2 separate regions of the Astyanax mexicanus genome follow, and region 2 is linked to region 1. A link is a contact called in public Hi-C data. All regions are on one chromosome and are shown on one strand. The core of a region is the stretch at or near the end of the contact, and the rest is flanking DNA. Distances in the headings are between cores, read along the strand shown.

Region 1 (3,636 bases), core at 691-3,190:
ATCAATAATTTGAGAAAGGTAAATATAGGTCAACCAGTCAGAACAAAGATAATTTACACACATCTGATAATAATAAGACAAAACCAAGGGATGAAAATAATATTATAAGAAGTGTTTTCAATGCACAAAAAAAAAAACTAATAAGTGACCTATACAGATCTTTTTCGAATTAGACATTACGGCTCAGCGGGCTCACCGCTGGCACTATGATCAGGAGATCGCCGGTTTGAATCCTGTTCATGTAGCTTGCCATTGGCTGACGAAGCCCAGAGAGCACAATTGGCCTTCTACTCCTAGTGGGATTTCGGTCAGCACAAGGCGTATGTAACCTGATGTATCAGAAAACCGAGTCGCTGCGCTTTCCTCCGAGCTACTCGACAATGCTGAACCAGCAGCAATTCAAAAAGAGGTGAAGTCTGACTTCTCATATACCGGAGGAGGCACGTGTCTTCACCCTCCTGGTGTTGGGGCATCACTAGTGATAAGGGGAGTCCTAATTGGGTAATTGGTCATGTAAATTGGGGAGAAAATGGTATAACAATTTGAAATTTATTATAAAATTATAAAAGAAACAGACACATCACAAAAAAAATAGAGATAGGGAAAATATTAAAACAAAACCAACCAATACAGAAATACATTTTATACATTTCGGCATGTCGGAGCATTCTACATCAATAACAAAAGCAATATTATATATTTATTTATTATATTATACTTATAAAAATCTGATGATTGATCTTATCATATATCACTTTATACATTAAAGCTCAATGGGAACTAGAGTTTAATACAATTGTGGGCGAAGAAGGTCGGGAAAATGTATGTTTGAAATGTCATATGGGGGTCGAGAGACAGCTATGGAAAGAATTTGATTGGAAGGATAAACGTTTTTTAGAACAGTTTGTGTTTTTAGAAACAATTCTAACAACAACTGCTGGAGAAACTGTGGTATGGTTTGAGATCACACCCACATATTTTCGAAAAATATTAAAGAAGAACTGAAGGAAATCATGGAAACTGACATGCCACTGGATCCATTATTGTTCATATTGGAAATGCAGCCTGAACACATGGTCACCACAGACCAAGGCTACGTAAAGCATATTTTGAAAAAAAAATGATCACTAATAACTGGAAGAAGTCTATTCCTCCCTCAATTGTTCAATAGGCACAAAAAAAATCAACCATGTACGAATTTAAGATTTTTAATTAAAATAAAAGTTACCTTCCTAATTACCTTGGTTAGGAAGTATATGTGGTTTGTGTGTTTGTTTTAAAATAATAGGTAGATGTGTGTATAAGTATCATATCCATGTAAGAGGTTATTTCATGTACATACATAGATGTCAAGTGAAGCCCAACCTCAAGGTCAATTAGTCATGTAAGGTTAATTGCCTGTTAATGTGTGCTTATGGCAATAAAGTAAAAAACTAAACAACATAAAAATAGTAAAAATGTAAAACGAGCTCTTTTTAAAAACATTTTTGTGTAATATCGTGATTTTACTTTAAGGTAAAAGTAACAGCTGACAGCCAACACAGATATAAAGCACATGAAACTCTCTATAAAACTATAATACGCTTTTAAATATGTAAAATATCATATATCATATCACAACAGCACAAACCAAAGGGACTTTAAACTCCTAACAGCACCTTATGAAACCGCAGATCCTGCTCTGCCCTCTGCAGCTAAACTGAGTACGGCACGTGGAGCTACACGCAGTCCTCTCAGTACTAATCACTATTACTAATCAGACATAAACACACACTTATCAATTAATATCTAACTGATTATTAGTTATAGTATAATGTAACACAGCTACAATACCTCTCCATAACACATAATCGTCACTTCCCGCTGTGTCGCCGTGACTCGGCGTGTGCTCCGACACGTTCTGTAAACACCGCGCATGTCCGCGGGCCGCAGATACCCGATTGGTTGAGCTGGGCTTGTGTGGGAGGAGCTACAACTGAAATGTGCAGTGTTCCCATTGTATCTAGTGCACTGCTTTGTGTTTAGTGCACTTGACCATCCTAGTTAAAACATAGGCGCAACAGGATTGTTGACTAGTTATCTTCGTTTATGAATTTAAACATACACAGCATACAGTACCAGTCAAACGTTTGGACACATCTCCTCTTATTTAATGTGGTTTCCTTCTTTCTATTTTCAAGTTTTTTAATTCTAAATTTAATATTGAAGACATTTAAGCTCTACAGGAACACATGCATTTTTTTCCAAACAAAAAGTAATATGTGAGTGGTGATATTCTTTAAAAAAAAACGTATTAATGCGTGGGAATGAGATAATTAAGTTGTGGGGAGGACTCATTAAGGTGTGGGAAGGAGGTATTTAAGTAACAGAGATGGCTTATGAAAGTGTGGGAAGAAGCTACCTAGGTCCTGGCCTTAATAAATCATCCCCACGACTTAACTGTCTTGTTCCCCACGACTTAACTATCTTGTCCCCATAGCTTACTAAGTCATCCCCACAAATTAATTATCTTGTTCCCCTGATTTAATAAGTCCTTCCCATGACTTAATTATCTTGTTTCAATGACTTAACAGGTAATCCCCATAGCTTAATAATCTCATTATGACAATTTAAGTCGTCCCCGCAATTTAATCATATTGTCCCCACCACTTAACTATTTAATTTCTATGACTTATTAAGCCCTCTCTACTGCTTAATTATCTTGTACCTATGCCTTAATAAGTCGTGGCCACAACTTAACTATTTTTTCCTGTGCCCTAATTCGTCATCCCCATGACTTAAGAAGTCCTTCACACAACTTAATTATCCCATCTCCATAAATTTACAAGTCCTCTCCACAACTTAATTATCTCATTCCCACGCCTTAGTAAGTCTTCCCCCGACTTAATTTTCTTGTTCCCACTACTTAATTACGTTACTTTCCCTCGCCCTAATATGTTGTTCCCACAACTTAATTATCTAGTCTCTTTGACTTAATAAATACTCCCTATAACTGAATGACTTGACTTAATAAGTCATGGCTACACATTTTTTACTTTATTACCTTATAACTAATCCCTTTCATTTTAGAAAGTAGAAGTATTCTGCTAAAAAAAGCAAAGACCATATCTGTATATTTTCATTTTCAATGAATAAGGGTGAATGAAGCTAAACAGCTTAAAATCTAAATAAAATATCATGTCTATTTTACAAAATAGAATAAAGTGTATTTTTATTTTTCTACCACAGACACTAGCATCATTGCTACTGTGTGCTGACTGATCGGTAAGCTAATGCTAACAGTTACAGACACTTTTAAAGGCTTACAACTGGAGTTTAAAAGCTTTAAAGTTCTCTGCAGTACTGCAACGTTATTACATTTTGCTGACAAAATACGTACTAAGACAATTTTAGTGTGCTGCTATGTGCAGTAATATTAGTCCCAGTTTATTATAAGATACGCACTGGTGAGCCATGCTTCCTCTTAATCTTATTTTCTAGTATTGTTACATTCTCTCGTATTTTTGTACATGTAAAGTTTGTATATCTTACATTGTTATATATCTCCAGTGTTTTGTTCTCTGCGCAGCTCTAACATTTAAAATTTCCCCGTTGTTGGATTAAGAAAGGCTTATCTTATGTACAAATTTTTAAACA
Region 2 (3,680 bases), core at 1,051-3,550, 260 kb before region 1:
ACTTCAAAGCATTTTTTTTCAGGACATGAAGAAATGACTGGAATAACAGATGTAACGTTAGAACTTTGGTGGAACCTTCATGAGTGGTTTTCAGCTGACAAGCTCTTACCTTTTTTTTTTTTTTTAAACAGGCATTCAAAGACACCGGCAAAGCTCCCGTTGAAACCGAGGTGGCCATTCACCGCATCCGGATCACCCTCACCAGCCGCAACGTCAAGTCTCTTGAGAAGGGTCAGTACATGTGCAGCTCAGTTGTTTGGACCCCTTTTCCCATAAAACCTCTGGCTATGAGGATGACAATATTAGAATGATGCTATGTGAATTATATCATACGCTATTCTGAGCCTTTGTACTTTCTCAAGAACTGAGGTTGTTTTAAGAGAAAAAAAAACTCTTGCTCATGTGAAATTTGTATTTTTGCAGTGTGCGCTGATCTGATCCGTGGTGCTAAGGAGAAGAGCCTTAAGGTGAAGGGGCCAGTGCGCATGCCCACCAAGGTAAATGATGTGTGGTTGATTTTTATTTATTGTTTCCTGAATTATGTCATTATGATTTCACATTCAACTATGTGGAGGTGCTTAAAATCTAGTGTTAAATTAGTTACTGACTCGTTCACCATCAGAACAGCGACATCATAAATGGCTGTTGTGCTTGTACTGCTCTATTAAATGTGTGCTTTCACACTTACATTTAGTGCATAGTTTAAGTCTCCAAAGTCATTTCAAATGTTGGGTATGTTAATGGTCAAATGTGTGTTCCTTGATCTAACCCAGTCTTGTGCTCCTCACAGACCCTGCGCATCACCACCCGAAAGACTCCTTGTGGAGAGGGTTCCAAGACCTGGGACAGGTTTCAGATGAGAATCCACAAGCGCCTCATTGACCTTCACAGCCCATCTGAGATTGTCAAGCAGATCACCAGCATCAGCATTGAGCCCGGTGTCGAGGTGGAGGTTACCATCGCAGACGCATAAACTGCCTTGTGTTGCCAGATTGAGCTGCTTTGATCAAACTCATGTCAGCACAATAAAGAAATTAGAATTTGATGTGGTTTCTGTTTTGTTCTTTTTCACTCTGATCTATAGAAATATTGCTGAATATGAACTTTGGGTTATCATTTGCAGCAATATTTTATTACTAGCTTGTTTTTAGAAGTATCTTGAGGTAAATATAATTTTCCAAAACAATTACATATTTTGTTCCCTTTAGAAGGGTTCCCCCAGGAAAGTTATAAATGCAGTACACAAAGAATAGTGGGCGAAAATAAAGACAGTAAAAAGTGCAGAAGGAGAGGTATTGCATTTTAATATGCCATCCCATCCCTTGTCATCCTGTGACCTCTCCTCCACTACTAATGAGATGTACAGTCTGAAGGATTGATCTATTGGTACTGGTTGCTGATGACTGGCAATAGTCCTAATATCCAGTAGTCTGCTACTGTCACCACTGAACCAGCCTGCCTTAGTGCACTTTAGGCATGTTTTTTTTTTGTTCTAGAAAAGCCAAGAGAAATGTTGGATTAAATTGGCAACACATTTTCCTGCTTATTCAAATTTTAACAGTAAGTGTTCATACTTTTAACTGTTTCCAACCAATTTCACTAAAATGGTGGAAAGGGAACCCTGACATGCAATTGAAGCATCTATTCACGTAAATGTCTTATCCTATTGATGTATAAACTGAGATTTTATTAAGTTTATTTAAATCATTTTGGTGTTTATCTAAGGGAGTTTTATTTTGAGTACTGAGCCTTTGTTCACAAAACTTTGAATCTGTGGCTGTGATCAGATCAGTCACCCTTTAATTTAATTCTTAAGGAACATGAGGATGACCTTTTATTTTCAGTGTAGCAGAGTATTTGCAATAAACAGGGATAGAAAGAGAAAATTACAGATAAAATCAACAGGAAAAAAGACAAAAAACGTAAAAAAAACCCCCCAACTGATTAATACAATTAAGATTTAATTAGTAAGAAAGATTTCTGAGGTTTTACAATGGGAAATAGTAACATGTTAAATAAAACGATCGAACATGGAAATAAACAGTTCTAAACACGCCAAAAAATAAATAAACATTAAAATAAATTAAGTATAAAGAACACGGCGGGATCTGATCTGAGATCAGGGCTCTGTACCAGGACTGGTTTGGTGGTTTCAGCTCAGCAGAGCTTAGTTGTACCATTTGCTCTCTGCAGTTGATTGTTTCTCGGCTCTGATTGGTGGAGTGTTTTGTAACTAATATGTGATTGGTTGGTTTCTTGTTTAGGGCGGGGCTTCGGGTCATCACTGAAAGTGGATAAAGCTGTTTTCAGAGGTCGGCCTCGTTCTGACTGTCAGACAGTTTAATTCCTGTTATTAAACCAGTTAATATGTTTTAATAAATCTGTCCTTCTGCTTTTATTCAGTTTTATTCAGTATCGGAGGAGCTGAGGGAGGTGAAGGGCTCTTCGTACAGTGACATTTCTCTCTATAGTCTCTCGTGTTTTGTGTGTTTGGTAAGAACAGCAGGCTCATATAAACACGAACAGTCGGGTCAGAGGTTGGTGTATTTTAGTGTAAAGGTTTTCTTTTTATTATTTAGTTATGGCGGCTAATATTGATCTGACTCATGAGGGCACACTGATTGTGGCCATGGAGTCTACAGCCTGTGACCCTCACCACGCTTCTCTACCAGAGCTTTCTGGACTCTCCTCAATCACCTCCCAGGTATTCATTCTGCTACTCTTCTGACTTAAAAAAAACTGAAAATTATCAAATTATTATTAAATGGGTCTTAAATGTCCTTTCTTGTTTCAGGAATACATTTTAAAGTAAAAAAAGTGTTTTACACCTAGTCATTTCATGCAATTCGGTGATGTTATTTTTATGTTTTAAAAATCCACTGTTACAGCAGTCAATTTTTTTTACAGCCATCAAATAGTACAGCCTTGTGTGTCTTGTATAGACAACAGAAATATGTATGTTAAAACATTTCAGTTTTCATTATTTACTAAAAACTGTTTATTATGCTTGTTGTACATGGAGGATCAGCATGCTCACAAATCTACTGCTTATCCTGTTTAGTTGGATGAAATCAATCTCCCTAAATTGAAGTAATTAACACAATAAATTAAAGTCAAAACGTGTGTGTGTGTGTGTGTGTGTGTGTGTGTGTATTTATTTAATATTTTTTTTTCTTCTGAATATGCTTCTTCTGAACTTCAAAAATCAAGTTTTAATAAGAAAGTAAAATGGTAAACAAAGAACTAAAATAAAGGTGTAGGAGGGTTTAAAAGTGATACAATAAAAAGATCAGACATGAAAAGTACTATGAAGGGAAATTTTATTTCATTTAAGGATTAGGTGTTTTTTTTTTTAACATCTTTCTAAGAATTTTCCTGAATGTGTTCCTCTCTGCCATCTGTGTAGAGTGAGTTTGTAGATGGTTCTGAGCAGCAACTTCGGGTGTATCTCAGAGTTCGTCCTTTCAGTAAAGAAGAGCTCAACAACAATGAAGACCAGGTTTGAGAACACTGCTCTTGCTTATTTTGCTTAAATCTTAATTGAATGTGCAGCCCATGTAGCGTGTGTCCTTTTTTGTCTTATCTGTCAGGGTTGTGTTGTTCTGGAGAACACACAAACTGCTGCACTTCACGCTCCTAAAGGTTCTGCCACAATGAAGAGCAGTGAGAAGGGAATCGGC

The links. Hi-C and Micro-C count contacts between places; a contact is called where the count stands out from the background.
Region 2: a contact with region 1 is called in a Hi-C map of blood, with 3 times the contacts expected there. The contact joins the promoter of zgc:56231 here to the promoter of fastkd3 in region 1. A contact is called at or near these places in 2 of 3 Hi-C or Micro-C datasets (blood and muscle).

Annotation. Positions count from the first base shown.
Region 1 is chr8:35,196,250-35,199,885 of AstMex3_surface, reverse strand. It overlaps fastkd3 (FAST kinase domains 3), which reads right to left and starts at 1,940. Exons shown (of 7, transcript XM_007240033.4): 1 at 1,834-1,940.
Region 2 is chr8:35,452,884-35,456,563 of AstMex3_surface, reverse strand. zgc:56231 (KISc_KIF23_like and GBP_C domain-containing protein) reads left to right here and starts at 2,300. Exons shown (of 18, transcript XM_022677639.2): 1 at 2,300-2,704; 2 at 3,407-3,499; 3 at 3,591-3,680. The coding sequence starts at 2,582. rps20 (ribosomal protein S20) reads left to right here. Exons shown (of 4, transcript XM_007231072.3): 2 at 132-231; 3 at 424-497; 4 at 791-1,045. The coding sequence ends at 973. It overlaps LOC125804055 (small nucleolar RNA U54), which reads left to right and starts at 283; the gene lies at 283-350.